Regions from separate parts of the Mus musculus genome. Here region 2 is linked to region 1. A link is a contact called in public Hi-C data. All regions are on one chromosome and are shown on one strand. The core of a region is the stretch at or near the end of the contact, and the rest is flanking DNA. Distances in the headings are between cores, read along the strand shown. Region 1 holds the start of Pcm1 (pericentriolar material 1). Region 2 holds the start of Ankrd37 (ankyrin repeat domain 37).

Region 1 (3,010 bases), core at 73-2,572:
GAATGTTTGCCTAGCATGCATGAAACCCTGGGTTTGATTTCCAGCAGTGTACTGATTCATTTCCTTAAGGTATCGTATGTTTTTATGTATACAAGCTACATTGAGGTGGAATGCTACACTTCAGCATTCCACAAGCAGAAGGATCTGAAGTCAGAGATTTGAGGCCAGCCTGAGATACAAGAGACGTTGCCTCAGAAACAGGATAAAAACGAATACAGAAGGCTATGGACACAGTAGTAAATTGCCCTGGGCAGGAAGAGTTTAGTTGATAGGAACCGTGGTGCTCTGAGAGAGTTGTAGTATTTTGTTTTGTAAACAATTTGTTGGTAATTGTGTGGAGCAATTTATTGTGGAAAAACAGAAACCTATTCTTTCTCAATTACATTATTTTACATTTAAAAAAATCCTATTTTAGACATTTAGAAGCTGTCTAAAAACAGAATGTGTATGCATGCAACTAAAATCGACAGGTAGTCTTAACTTCGGAGCCTGGCATATTGAAAGCCTTGCAACTTAAAAAAAAAAAGTTTTGTTTTGTGCTGTTTTTATGACACTATTTATCCATTTATTAACCTTAACACAGCCGTTAGCAAGAATATAAATTAAACAGGATTTCAAAGACTATCCGTTCAGCGAAAATTTCACAAGATTAAACTCTGTTTACAACTACTTCTTTCTACCAACAAAGTAGCGGGACAGCGTTCCAAGTGGCAATGACCACTGACAATCTTATTTATGATTCTTCCACCGACTAAGCACACATGACATACTGATTTAATATCCTTGCTAAAATTAGGGGTTAGATTGTAAAGGCTCATCAGTATCCTTCGTGATAGGAAAGTGGGTAGGAATGCACTACAAGGGTTCCCAGTCTTCCGGTCTCCATCTGGAAGCTCATGCCTCCACAGAAAATTAGAAAGCGCCCGGAGACTTGCAGTGAGCTAAAGCACTTATAAACCCCACAGGCCTCAAGCCTTAAAAAACACAGCGGAGCCATCTGGCAGGCGCACAGCACACTGGGATTTGTAGTTCCGTTTCTTTTGGCTACCCAGTTGAGTGGGCATTCTGGGATGTGTAGTTCCCAGGTTGTTCGTCTGCACAAATCTTTTCCTGACTAGAGGGGCGGTACGTGACTCCACGGAAGGCCCGAGCGTCACGTGACTCAGGTCACCGCACGCCCGGAGTTCGCACTGCGGCTCCAGCCCCGGCGAGTTCTCGCCCCCGCGCAGCCGTTGCCGAGGAGACCGCGCTCGTCTCGCGGAGCGTTGCGCCCCCCCCCCCCTCTGCAGTTCCCCCGCCCCCCACTCTTCTCCCACCACAATGAGGTCCTAAGATGGCGGTGGCTGCGGCGGTTGGCGCCTAGTTAGCTAATGTAGAGAAGGCGGCCATTGGGGCTTTGGGCAGTCGAGGGGGATTTGTGGGCCTCCCTTCCGCGGTCTTGGAGGAAGAACCGCTGCCGGCGGCGGCTCCTGGAGGGGCGGCCGACCGCCACTCGGCCCTTGGCAGGAGGGGCGGCTTCGTTTCCAGGTAACGCGGCCCTGGGCCACCGCGGGCCGGAGCACAGGGTGGTTCGAGGCGGGCGCGGCGCTGGAAGCGGCCTGGGGCCACGCCTGCCCGTTTTAACTCTGAGGTCCCATGGCTGCGCGATCCTTCCCCACCCCCAGGCTGTCATCGGCTCCTCTCGGCGCCGACTGACACGCTAGCTCTGGCGAGCGTCTGGGACGACGCTGGCTGGCGCCTCCACGATCTTGGGGCGTCCCATGTGAGGACCGCTCGCCCGGTGCTGGAGATTTCACCCCCCTCCAGGGTGGAGGGGAAGGTTGCCTTGTAGTTCGGGGTGATGAGTTCCGAAAGAAACTGGCCTTGGCGGCCCGAGGCCCCGGGGACCGCCATCCCTCCCAGCCCACCCGCCGAATTCCATCCTGGGAGGGGTCCCGGGCGGCCCGGATCCTCCTGGGTGCAGAGAGTCTGTGGCCCGGGAGTTTTCTGCGGTCCCTTTTATTCTTGGAGCAGGAAGGCCCCTGGAGGCGTTCCTGACTCCTGCTAGTAGGTTCTTTTCGCTAAGAAAATGTTAATTTAATAATCCTTCTCCGCGCTCCTCCCACTGCCCCTTCTTCACCCCTTCGGGAAGATCCAGTTTCTTTACATCTAGAATGGGTGGTGGGGGGGCGAGGGGGAGACTGGGGATGGGTGGGTGGGAGGGAAGCGAGATGTCCAGTGGGATTCTGGCAGCCTGGCTTGCTTTGCAGAGACTGCTGTTAAGGATTAGGTGTTCGGCCCCCCTGTGGGGGCGTCTGCGTGAACCAACTTTTCCTCTCGCGCTAGCCTGGTCCAAACCCAAAACAAAACACAAAACGTTTTTTTCCTCCCCTTTCTTTCATGGCGGTATTAGGATTGGTGTGGGAACTACGGGTGACAGATCGTGCTTTGGCGCTTAGAAGAAGCGGGCTTTCTGGGTGCCCCTACCGCCTCCTACCCCCGCCCCATAACCGCTTTCCAGACCCCGCCTTCGGTGTTCTCTGGTTACTAGAGCCGGTGTTCAAGAGCTTTTTGTGCACCTGCTTCTGCCTTTTCCCTATCACCTTCCTGGTCAGGGCCACTGGCTGGCGTCGTTAATACCGAATTTCGCACTTGAAGGTACACCTCGGTAAATGTAGTTAAAAAAAAAAAAAGAATTCTCATGCCTAAAGCTTTTTTAAAAAATAAGAGAGTAACAAGTTCTTGAATAGTTTGAGTAACAGGGATTTAATGACTTAATCAGGAGAGTACATTTTCTTCAAGGGTCTTTAGATGGCAGCTGCGGGCTATTTTCATTATATTCCAAAGTGAGTGTTAACACCCAAAGCGTTTGGAAGGATCTTAGAGACTTGGGGTATCTAAACGTCTTTGTTAATGTAAATTGAGTTTAAAATTATTTATAAATTACATATTTTTAATTATCTGAAACGATAGGTCATAAATTTAGTGCTTTCTTTCTAAGTATAAAGTGTAAGAATTTACTGGGTTTTTA
Region 2 (3,201 bases), core at 69-2,568, 4.8 Mb after region 1:
AGAAGCCAGTGGGCAAAGTAATACCAGCTATTTGAGGGAGCCAGTGAAAACTACCTTGTAACAACTGGATTATTCCACTAATTGTATTTTTCATGAAGTTCTCTTGCTGTGCTAATACAAAGTTTCCATTAATAAAAACATGCCATCATATTTGCACACATTAAAAAATTAAGGGAATGCCAGCACACTATAGAGTTCTATAGAAGCCAAAGGTTTACAATTAAAAACTTCGTCACACTCTAATGAAGATGAAGACTACTGGAAGAATTGATGGTGGGCATGTTTCCCACATACTATTTCCTGGTTGACTGGAACTTGGACAATAGCAAGTACTTTTAAAAGTACAGTAAATACATGCTATATATATATATTTGAAATGTGGTTCGACTTCACTGAGCTATGCCATAAAAGTAAAATACACACTGAATTGGGAACCGTGGTACAAGAGCAAAATAAAATACACATAAATCATTGCTGATATAATTACATACTGAAAGAGTATTTGGGATTAGATTATTAAAAGAAATCCCATGGCTTGTTTTTGTTTTATTAATGTGGATACTAAAAAGTTCCAAGTTACCATCTTGCAGTATGTATTTTTCTCCTGGAAATTCCTATATGCCTGTTTATACCAACTGAAACGGACATCTAGGAAATGTCCGTGCAGACACTGGGTGGAGGAGAGGGTTGTACATAGCAACAATCGGTTACCTAGTTACCTGTTGGTTGAGGTCAGCACCTGTTTGCAGCTGCCAGAGAAGAAAGCACGCAAGGCCGCCACCTGCAGCTAGGTGAGCAGGCGACTGCTCCTGGGGATCCGGAGGTGCGTTCACTGATGCTCCTGTCTCCAGCAAACTCTTAAGGTCATCCTCCTGCAGGAAAAGAACAGCTTGTCACTGTCCTGTCCCGCTCGAGCCCTCTGAGCTGAAAATCCACCCCTCCACGGAAAAAAAAAGAAAACAAGATCTGACAAGGTTTGACTTGGTAACCCAGCAGTTTGTCACTGTCACGTTTGTTAGAGCTCCTAAGACACACAGACCTCTGGGAGATCTAGCCTGCAGGACTTAAAGGGGCGAGAGTCTCACCTCCAAGTTGCAACTAAGCAACAGCATCGCCCACCTAAAGCAGATGACAAGTGTCCCCGGGAGTTCAGAGAGGCAACACTGGCCGGTAAGAATGCAAGGGACTGCCCCAGTTCGGGAGAATTTAAAGCTCTCGGGAACCTGCAGGGCCGCGGCTCCTCCCCGCCGCTCCCCAGCCTGGGAGCGTTCCCACGGCCTGGTTCTGCCCAGCGCGATGTCCCCAGCCCCGCTGCGGCCTCACGTACCCAAACACTGACATGTGCAGCCTGGAACCCCAAGCAAAAGAGGAGGGGGCGGAGCCTGCTGCGCGGCCTGCCAGCTGATTGGCCAGGCCGACCTCCCCCTGGGTCCGCCCTGTTGGGAGCGAAGCCCAGGCGGCCGCAGCACGCGTGCGCAGTGAAGGTGGTGGGCGAAGAGGGTGGAAGGCCTGGCCTTTGCGCTTTGGCGGCGGCCATGATGCGAGCCGAGCTAGGCACGTACTGCTGGGTGGAGTCAAGCCCTTTTAGCCCTCTGGAGAAGCCGCAATCGCCGGTGCATGGCTTTGTGACTGAGAGCACGCACGTAGCCCGGAAAAGAGGGAAGCAGAAGTAGCCCACACCCATCCACCCCCGCAGGCCCCGCGTCCTCCACCTCCAGCTTGGTCCGAAGGTGCTTCCTCCTGCCCCACGTCCTCCGCCGCCGCGCGCGCCGCAGGATGCTTTGGAAGGGGATGCAGCGGTGGGGCGTTAGAGGGCATGTCGATGAGACTGTGACGGAGGGTTTACCATAGGAGATGCTCTCCCAAACCCAGTGAATTACCTATCAGTCAGTGTTGCCTTTGTGAGCAAGGTGGCAATTCCTGTGAAATAAGCCACCCATTGTCACACGTCCCCTGAGGGTCCGAAACCCGTCCTGGTTCCGGCAATAGCTAGTAAATACAAGGAGTTTGCCAAGGGGATGGCCCTCACTCCGGTTATTAGGAATAATAAGAATACGGAAAGGAAAGAACAAAAGATTACCGTGAAGAAAGCAGCCAAGTGATTTAATGTTAGTGATGTGATCTGCTGACAGCATGAACCCCTGCGCTAGGACATGAGAAGGGCTTCATCAAAACCCAGAACCCAAATTAGAGCATCAGATAAGCCTGAGGAACAAAAGGACTCTTCCCAGGATACTACTACTCAAAGCCTTGAAGTCAGTAAAGTCTGAGAAGCAGACCAAAAGAAACAATAATTTAGGGTGAGATTTTAAAACAAACATGGCATTACTGGTAAAATTCATGACAATGTAATAACTGCAAAGTTTGAATTCCTTTTCATGAACCCTGTTGACTTCTGACTGTAGTTAAAGTTAATGGTAGCAGGTGAAACATAGAGGTAAGAAACTATTAACAGCTGGTTAGACATCAAATAACATGTAGAGTTTACTTGACACAGAAGACCGTGTCGCTTAAAATAGTCTATGTTGTGCTTCTTCCTGTAAATCTTAGCTCCTAAGGAAGTTTTATTTAAATATTTGGCTTCCCGTTTTAATGAGGATTCTTTTTCAATAGTTGTAACAGAAGATATCTGAACCAGTATGGTTTTAAAGAACAGCAAGTTTATCATAGTCACAGTTTTCCCAACAAGTCACAAAATTCTCACCCATTAATTTTCACTAACCAATATAATTCTTTAATAAGGCACACTGCTCATTGTGGTGGTCCACAATCTTAGGCTGTTCCCTAGAACAGGGCTTCTTAAAACTTTTTTCACTCATGGCTCCTCAGTGCCTGAAAAAAAAAAAATTGTATTTAACTCTAGTTATATAGGTGTGTACAACAGGTGCAAATCAAACCTGATAATCTGATTTTAATACAGTTCTCTCAGATGTGTATAATTTGACCATTTCTAAGATTGTAATGTAATTTGCATACTAACCTGAGTTCAGTCTTCAGCTCCCACATGAATAACAAAACAAGGACAGCTACCTGCACCTGTCATTCCAAAGCTGGAGGGGGTGAACATAGGAGAATCCCCGAGACTTGCAGTCTGATCCTGACACACACACACACACACACACACACACACACACACACACACACAGCTATTTGAAAACCTAGCCATCTAGAAAAATAACAATGGTGACTTCTACCTTAAGA

What was found. A called contact is a pair of places that touch in the nucleus more often than the background predicts.
Region 2: a Hi-C map of CD4 T cells shows a contact between it and region 1, with 6 times the contacts expected there. The contact joins the promoter of Ankrd37 here to the promoter of Pcm1 in region 1. A contact is called at or near these places in 1 of 39 promoter capture datasets (pre-B cells) and 3 of 484 Hi-C or Micro-C datasets (CD4 T cells, CD8 T cells and regulatory T cells).

What each region holds. Positions count from the first base shown.
Region 1 is chr8:41,238,437-41,241,446 of GRCm38.p6, forward strand. Pcm1 (pericentriolar material 1) reads left to right here and starts at 1,323. Exons shown (of 38, transcript NM_023662.3): 1 at 1,323-1,527.
Region 2 is chr8:45,998,532-46,001,732 of GRCm38.p6, forward strand. Ankrd37 (ankyrin repeat domain 37) reads right to left here and starts at 1,319. Exons shown (of 5, transcript NM_001039562.1): 1 at 1,086-1,319; 2 at 720-872. The coding sequence starts at 1,112.